3 separate regions of the Mus musculus genome follow, and regions 1 and 2 are each linked to region 3. A link is a contact called in public HiChIP or PLAC-seq and promoter capture Hi-C data. All regions are on one chromosome and are shown on one strand. The core of a region is the stretch at or near the end of the contact, and the rest is flanking DNA. Distances in the headings are between cores, read along the strand shown. Region 1 has its middle 26 kb from the start of Capza2. Region 2 holds the start of Met (met proto-oncogene). Region 3 holds the start of Tfec (transcription factor EC).

What was found. Promoter capture Hi-C pulls out the DNA fragments that hold promoters and counts their contacts. HiChIP or PLAC-seq counts read pairs in DNA pulled down with a chosen protein or histone mark.
Region 1: a contact with region 3 is called in an H3K27ac HiChIP or PLAC-seq map of microglia, with 4 times the contacts expected there. The contact joins the enhancer-like site here to the promoter of Tfec in region 3. A contact is called at or near these places in 4 of 39 promoter capture datasets (the HPC-7 cell line, liver and pre-B cells), 1 of 484 Hi-C or Micro-C datasets (bone marrow-derived macrophages) and 3 of 115 datasets of contacts at active chromatin or transcription factors (bone marrow-derived dendritic cells, bone marrow-derived macrophages and microglia).
Region 2: a promoter capture Hi-C map of hippocampal neurons shows a contact between it and region 3, with 2.2 times the contacts expected there. The contact joins the promoter of Met here to the promoter of Tfec in region 3. A contact is called at or near these places in 1 of 39 promoter capture datasets (hippocampal neurons) and 2 of 115 datasets of contacts at active chromatin or transcription factors (bone marrow-derived macrophages and pancreatic cancer cells).

The regions. Positions count from the first base shown.
Region 1 is chr6:17,610,123-17,612,822 of GRCm38.p6, forward strand. No RefSeq gene overlaps it. Among named protein-coding and RNA genes, the nearest start is that of Capza2, 26 kb to the right of the region's middle. Within about 2 kb of position 1,424, at least 75 of the 459 cell types and tissues checked have an H3K27ac peak or open chromatin away from gene starts, as enhancers often do. A contact at or near this core is called in bone marrow-derived dendritic cells, bone marrow-derived macrophages and microglia, where this site is marked.
Region 2 is chr6:17,462,516-17,465,215 of GRCm38.p6, forward strand. It overlaps Met (met proto-oncogene), which reads left to right and starts at 1,442. Exons shown (of 22, transcript NM_008591.2): 1 at 1,442-1,733.
Region 3 is chr6:16,897,140-16,899,839 of GRCm38.p6, forward strand. Tfec (transcription factor EC) reads right to left here and starts at 1,302. Exons shown (of 7, transcript NM_031198.3): 1 at 1,122-1,302.

The DNA.
Region 1 (2,700 bases), core at 174-2,673, 710 kb after region 3:
AGGCAAGTTGTGGGATACTGACTTGATTAATGAATAATGTGAGCTGGCCCAACTCACCGTAAGCAGTACCATCCCTGGGCAGGGGGACCTGGGTTGGCTAAGAAAGCAGACTAAGCAAGCTAAAAGTAGCAAGCCAGTGAGCAATGTCTCCGTGGCTTCTGCTTCAGTTTCTGCCTCTGAGTCTTGACTTGAAATCCTACCCTGACTTCCCTCTAAATGGTTGTTATCTGAACATGTCAAATAAAGTAAACTCTTTCTTCCTCAAGTTGCTTTTGGCCATGGTATTTTATCACAGCTGTAGAAACCCTAACTAAAGCACACATATACCCACACACAATACACACATGCCTATAACAAACATATGCTTTATTACATCCAAGAGATAATCAGCAGTGTGAAAGGCTTGCTAAAGAAAGGAAGATCTTTACCTAATGTCTAGAGAGTATAGCAGACTTCAAAAATTAAACACCAATAAAATAAAATCATACCGTTAGTAAGTGAGCTAATGAATTAAATAGATAGTTCTCAAAAGACGGAGTACAAATGGTCCATGGCATTTGAAGGAGGATTCAATCTCCTTAATTATCAGGAAAATAAAAATTAAGGCTGCACCAACATTCCATTATACCCTAATCAGAATGACTGTCATCAAAATGAACCATCAATGCTGGCAAGGATGTAGGGCAAGATGAACTCTTACACACTGCTAATGGGAATATAAACTATTATACACTCAATGGAAGTGAGTATAGTGGTTCCTAAAACAACCACAAATAAAAATGTCAGATGACCAATTCTTGATAAATATTCAAAGTAAGCCTATCACAGAAATATTTGCCTACCCACACCTATTGAATTACTAATCATAATAACCAAGATCTGAAACCAACTGATATATTGTCCATTCATAGATGAATTGTTGAAGAAAATGTGATACAAGCCAGGTGGTGGTGGTGGTGGTAGTGGTGGTGAATGCCTGAGTTCAGGGCTAGCCTGGTCTACAAGTAAAACAGGACAGTCAGGACTACACAGAGAAACCCTGTCTTGAAAGCCTCCCCCAAAATAATAAAAGAAAAGAAAAAGCAAAGAAAGAAAGAGAAAAGAAAAGAATGGAAGTATGACATCTGCAAAAAAAAAAAAAAAAATTGTATGGAACTCGAAATCATTACATTTCAAAAAACCAAACAAAGTAAGTCACATTCAGAAAGACAAATGGCATGTATTGAATCTAGATCTGTGTTTGTGTGTGTGTAGGACATGAAGGAAAGAAAGAGAGGAGGAGTAAGATTAAAGATGAGGGAGAGAGGGGACCAAGAAGAGATAATCAAATAAATGTCACGAAATCGGGAAGAGGAGCTATTTGGGGTGAGGCTGGGGGACCAGAAAGAAGTGTGTGGGAGAGAGGGGAAACCAAACGGGAAGTGAAAACATACAATGTACAGTCACAAAGCTCGGTAAGAGCCGTAGCGAAGCCCATTGGTTTCTGCTAGCAAAAATAGATCTTAGGAAATATTCAGGAAAATATACTCTGTCATTAACCAGATGGGAAAGACAAGTTTATTATTCTTTTAAAAGCAGACTCTATATATGTCAGAGTTTGGGATCACCCCGAGGCCAACTGTGCGATGGCGGTCACTGGATGAGAGATTTACTTAAGAGGGTTTAGAAACAGCCACTCTGAGAAGAAATTTGAGGAAGCAGTGTTGAGGAGAGGAGCTTCAGTACCATCAAGTGAAGCAATCAGCCAGCAAGACAGGGCGTTCTGAGGTGGGGTTGTCCCTGTTGAGCTTTCCTGGCTGTGCGTTGGGATGAATCTTTTTTTATGCCTACATTGATCAGTCATTAGACACAAGGCACCTGACTTGACAGTGGCCACAGGAGCTTTCTTCTGCTGAAGCCATCCACATCAGGAACTAGGTTGAGAGCTTTTGTCCACAGTGCACCTAGGATCTTGGGATGAGGAGGTCTTTTAGTCAGTACTGCCATGTGTGTAGAGGTGGGTGTAGTGTGTCTGTATGTACATGGCTTCAGACACTGGAGACCATCCTCAGATATAGTTCCTCAAGTGCTTTAGTGCTTTGTTTTGTCTTGTCTTGTTTGTTTTGTTTGAGACAGTATCTTACTGTGTGACCATGACTGGCTTGCAACTGCCTTCATAGTCCTATCTAGTCTTAGACTCACAGAGACTCCACCTGCCTCTGTCTCTTGAGTATTAAGATCAAAGGACCAACCATTTTTGTTTGTAAAAGTGGCCTGGAATTCCCTGAATAAGGCAGGGTGGCTGACCCATGATTGACAGGGATTCACTTCTCTTTCCCTTTCCAGAGCTGGGATTACAAGTGAGTGACACCACGTGTAGATTTTTTTATATGGTTTCTAGGGATCTAATTAAGGTCATCTTGCTTGTGTAGTGAATGCATTACTGACTGAGCAACGTCCCCACTCTAAAAAGTTCTTCATTATTAGAGGGATGGGGCAAGTCTATTAGAGGACGAGTTTACATCTGCTATTTTTCATAAACAGTGGTTTAGATTTTGAGAAAAGGTATAAGTCAGAGAGTCCAAGCTACAAAACACATTATTTAGGAGCAGAGTAGACTCTCAGACAAACGGGAAGAAAGCCAGGCTCACAAGTGAAGACGAAACAAAGCCCAGGATGAGGTGTGTCTGTCCAGAGTGCCATGCATGTTTTCTGCTGGCG
Region 2 (2,700 bases), core at 192-2,691, 570 kb after region 3:
ACCTTCATGAATAGCGTGATATTTGGAAGGACCCGCTTGAATCAAGTTTGCTTGGCTGGAACCCCTGGACATAGTATAGACCCTTGAAGGAGATTTGAGAACTGGGTTCTAACCCTGGCTTTCTTAATACCAGCTGTGTGAGCTTCCTAGGAATTCGTACGGGCTGTTTTATTCATCTGCAAAATGATTCCGTGCAGGCCTCCAAAACTGTAATAGGAACTTTCCTTTTCCATCAAACTGAGGAGTGGTGAGGTAAACTGCTCTTGGGACTGAAATAGCTCTGTCTAGTGTCTGGTAATGTACTGAACACATACATAGCGCAGTTATAAGAAATGTATGAGACCTTCCTTGTCTTTGCTCTGTGTGTAAGACGTGTCCCCTGCACCTGTATAGTGGCTGTGGCTTGAATGACTCTCAAAGTTACTTCTATACATACCTCTATGTCCATTATCGAATCAGCTCTTCTGACAATTGGAAAGAACTCCTATTCTAAAAGGCAATGGATTCCTTAGATCCTTTCACCTTATTGTATCCTTGTAGGGAAATGCAAAATTTTAGAAACGATTCTAATAAACGAATCTTCCTAAGTAAATCCTTTTCAATTTCTTTTAATATTCGAGATTTGAACTTATGTGTTGGATTTGTTAGTTGCTATTTGTCTATGTAACCGCCTTGTGTCCATTTGTCTATTTAATTACCCTGTGTCCAGCTATGAGGAAAAAAAAGTGAAAATTAACCAGAAGCCTCCCCTGGGTTAAACTCCTGGGGTTCTTCCAGAAATCTGAGAAATTATACTAGGGGGATAATGATTGCAAAATGAAATCATTGGGACAATCCGTCCATGCACTCCCAACATTGTCTGTGACAATGAGCGCCTTGTTTCCGTGGCGCCTAGATCTCTGTCCACGCGGGTGAGTGCGGGGCCGCCACCTCGGGCGTGAGAGAGGCTGCAGCTCCGGGGTGCGCCAGGGGGTGCGTGCGCTTTGCGCGGGTGACTTTGGAGCACCAGGAGGGGGAGACTCGGGGCCACTGATCTCCCTCTGCGCTGGCTTCAGACTCCAGAACTGGAGGAGGAAGAGAAAGCGCATAGCTGGGGAGAGGGAAACTTCTCCACCTAGAAAGTTTCACCTTGCCGAGGGCGGGGGGTGGGGCGGGGCTTGAGGAAGTGCGACCCCCCGGGCTAAGCGTACTGGCTGCGGGAAGGGCGGGGACGCCAACCCCCCCCCCCCCAACCCTCCAAGGGTGGTGCCAGTCCCCATCTCGGGCCCCAGGAGGGACCGTTGGGGACAAACCTAGAGCGACAGGGACGAACAGACACGTGCTGGGGCGGGTACCCGGGTCTCTTCGCCTCCAGCCCGGACGCGCCCGGGCGCCGCTGTTGCCCGGCTGAGTCACGGGCCGGGCAGGGCGCGTGTGGGAAGGGGCGGAGCAGTCCGAGGGCGCTCGGCGGGGTTCGGCCCGGGCCGCAGGTGACCCGGACGGCCTCGCCGCCCGCAGCGTCCGAGCCCGGGTGACCCTGTGCGGAGCCAGATGCTGGGCGACCGCTGACTCGCTGGAGAAGGGCGGAGCGCGCGGGTGGTCCCCAGCCGGCTGACTTCGGCGCCGCGCGCTCCGGGCACCCCAAGGTACAAACTCCAGCCGCGTCGATCAGGCACCCAGCCTCTCCCAGCCCCTCTGCTTTCTTTGTTCCACTAAGGGAACTGGCTACTGCTCTGGAGGACAAGACCACCGAGGTGGGTGCGAGCCCGGGGGCTTAGGAAACTGAAGGTATGGGGTCGGGGAGGTGCAAACTAGAATTGAGCTTGTCGCTTTAGAAGGAGTGTTGTTGACGGCCACCTGTGTGACTCAGGGGCGCCAAGAGCATTAGGTGCTCCAGGGCTGCTGTAGCTCTGCAAGTTTCACCTCTGGGATCTGACTCAGCCCTTACAGAAGGGATCGGTCACCCTGTCCAGGGTGATACAGCCGGCAAGGTTTGAGCCCAGCTATTTCCTTGTTCCTAGTCTTGCTTTATCTGCCTTGAGGGAGCGCGCGAGGAGGGGGTGGGGGTGTCTTTCTCAAGGGCAGGTGTTTCTGGGATGGTCTGAATTTTTTATTCCTGGCAAACACACGGAGGGTGTGATCCATCATTTTCTATCCCACTTTATCTTTTTTTTTTCCTGGGACTCAGTGGAGGTGAAATACATTATAACCAGAGGTCAGGTAGTCTGGCTAGTAGCGGTGTAATTATTAAAAGACCAAAGAAAGTACAATGCAGAATTTATTCCAAACTGTGGTTTCCCATTTCCTACCTTTTTATGTTTAGAAGAGCCATTTGCTAATTTGGCAGTTGGCAGGGGTTCTAGGGGCTCACGCATGAATGCTCGTCCAGTGGCTTTTCCCTTATCACAGGCTTCTGTTCAAAGCAGCTCTGGGGCAGAATGAAAAATTGTCAACTTTCTTAAGCAAAATAATCAGGAGGCTCTAATGGCCAAGTTAAAACGGTCCATGACTATGAGGAGATTGTAAACGCTGTAACTGGATAGAATATAGACAGAATTTTAGGAAGACTGTCAGCATTTTGTAGCATTGGGTGGAGGTTTATTCTGTCGCTTCCAGCAGCCAGCCACACACACACACATTGCCATGCAAATGGATTCAGCAGAACGTTATTTTCCTTTATAGCTCAACTATTATAGCTGACTAATGAATTTCCTCTGCATG
Region 3 (2,700 bases), core at 52-2,551:
AATCCACGAAACAAACAAAGTGTAGATATGTAGTCCACTGAGTCCATAGCTTTAAAGGTTTCTTTAAATACTCAAGTGTAAACCTCAAGTTTGACCTATTTAAGGTTGCTTCCACCAAATACGGAAAAGATTTAATTCAACAGCTACTTGAAAGTGTCTAGCCACAATCAGCTCCATGTAAGACCCGAGGGAAGCACCCTTCTCGCAGGATCTTGCTGAACTCTCATTCTGTTTTAGCTTTCTTTGTTGACAAAGCCTTTGAGCAGGGAAAAATTGTCAAGTACACTGAAAACTCTTTATCACTAAATGAGGCTTCTAGCAAATAAATTACCAATGAACAACTCAAGCAAAATTAAATATTACCTCAGGTTCATTATTGTTCTCAAAATGTCTATTCCTAATAATGTGGGATAGTATTGATAATCTAGAATAACCACAGAAACAAATCTATGTGCATATAACACCTCTTTATTTATATTTGTGCACATACAGAGAAATAATCCTGGCCCTAATTTTTAGGGCTTTGTTTCAATTTAAAATTATTACTTTAAAAGTTACTGGTTTAGTATACTTGAAATCTCCTAAGCAAAATAATTAGATCTACATATGTACAAAAGGAATACCATAACCTAACCTTGGGAAAAGAACACATGCTAAAATCCTATCTGGTGTTATTATCTGTGAAGAACAAATATTCTTATATATTCTTAACTTTAAAAAAAAACAATAAAACAGACAATGTTTGAATGTAAATTGAAATTAACATTTACTCATAAAATACCATACGATGCAATAAAATGTTAAATTATATTCCAATTTAGTAAATATCTGAAAATATTAAACTAGAAGAAATTCCCTAGGTTATCATAAACTAAAACAGTGATTTCTACATCTTGATTAAAATAGAAATTGATAGCATTCCCGTTATATCTCATCCACATTATAGCGAATCGTAGCTTGGCTGCTCTAAGGTCCTGATACCTGACTACCATGCAAGATGAAACCATAATTACAAGAGAGCTATGCATATTATCAAGGCAAAACAGGTATTGATTGAACTTGTCATCATATTTGTTTAAAGCACAGAAAATTAACCTTAACCTTCCAGTTTGGTTACCTACCAGCACTGATTGGATTCTAGGTGTGTCATCGCGGCTACAAACAGCTCCAAATTACAGCCCCTCGTCTCATAACCTAAGCACAAAAGTCAAGGGTCTGCTCAAGAAGAATAAATGGTTTGAACAGCTTGGAATCCGCTTAGTTGAGGAAGGAGAAAAGAGAAGTCACCCATTAGGGCATTTCCTGGACTCTGGTTGGAATTTCAGTTAAGGAAGAAGAAATGACACAGCAGTTTTAAGTTAAGGCGACTTCCTTTCTTTATCAGAAATGTGCTACTAATTTGAGAAACAGCATTCCAGAAAAACTACTCCAGTGGTGTGACTACAGTAAAAATCCTCTCATTGATGCCGTTATTGCCCCATAATAAACATTTTTCCCCAGAATTTACAATGGCAGTATGTGGTTATTAGCTCAGTGGACTAAGACCCCACAGTTATTGCAACACATTCTGCCTTACAAGTAAGTTTCTTCAGAACACTGTCCTTGCCCACTTTCAGTTAGGAATTACACTTTGACTTAGAATTGTTATTGTTTGAGTTTTTGTTTTAAGACTATTTCCTGAATTTTATATAATGCGAGTTTTCTTACTTCCCAATTTGTTCTCAAAGACTTCATAACCAAGAATAATTGATCTTCCCAAGAAGATTAGACAGAAACATAAAATTGAACTTTGGATGTATATGTGTGTGTGCTTGTGTGTGTACATATATAATATATATGAGTACATATATATTATATATTTCTATATACTATATATTAATGCTATATTATTGCATGTATAGTATATACTACATATAGTGTATATTCTACTATTTTATATATATATATATATATATATATATACAAATAGCTTTCCTCTTGACCCTCAAACCCTCAAAGCTGCCTTTCAAATATCTCTCTTTCTTTCTTTCTACTCAATCAGACATTATTGATGTCAGGAGCTTTCAGCCAGAATCACAAATGACTCTATTAAGAACCCATTTTAGGAGTAAGTACACTAATCTAATTTTCAAAACAAAACATAAATGTTTTCTATACCAGAATTTGATACACTTTTCCTGTAAGGCATATAATAAGAAGCATTTTGAACTTTTGGGGGTGCAACCCATTCATGGCTTCCCAGTTCTGCTGCAGTAATGGCGTACTTACGAGGTCCACAAATGCATGACCACAGCACCTCGAGCTGTTTGTCTCCATTCAGAGGCTCCAGAGAAGTCTGTGTCCCCTGCCTGTGATTTCACATCTTATGTCCTCTCCTAAATCCATTCTAGTCAAGCTCTTAAAAACTACTGAACAGAACACCTCAACTAGGCTTATCAATATTACTACTGGCAGTAATTTATCAGTCCCAACATATTTTCCATATCAACAGCATGTGCTTAATAAGCCTTTAATATCTTCTTCCATTTGTATCAATGCACACTAATAATCAGTCTCACTGCCTTCATTTTCATGCGTTTTCAGGGTACCACAGTAAGACATTCTTCTATATAATTAGATATTCAGGTGTCCTCTTCTGTTTCCTTCTCTTTTCTCTGATTACTAAAATTGAAATACATACAGGATCCTCTTACCTTCTGG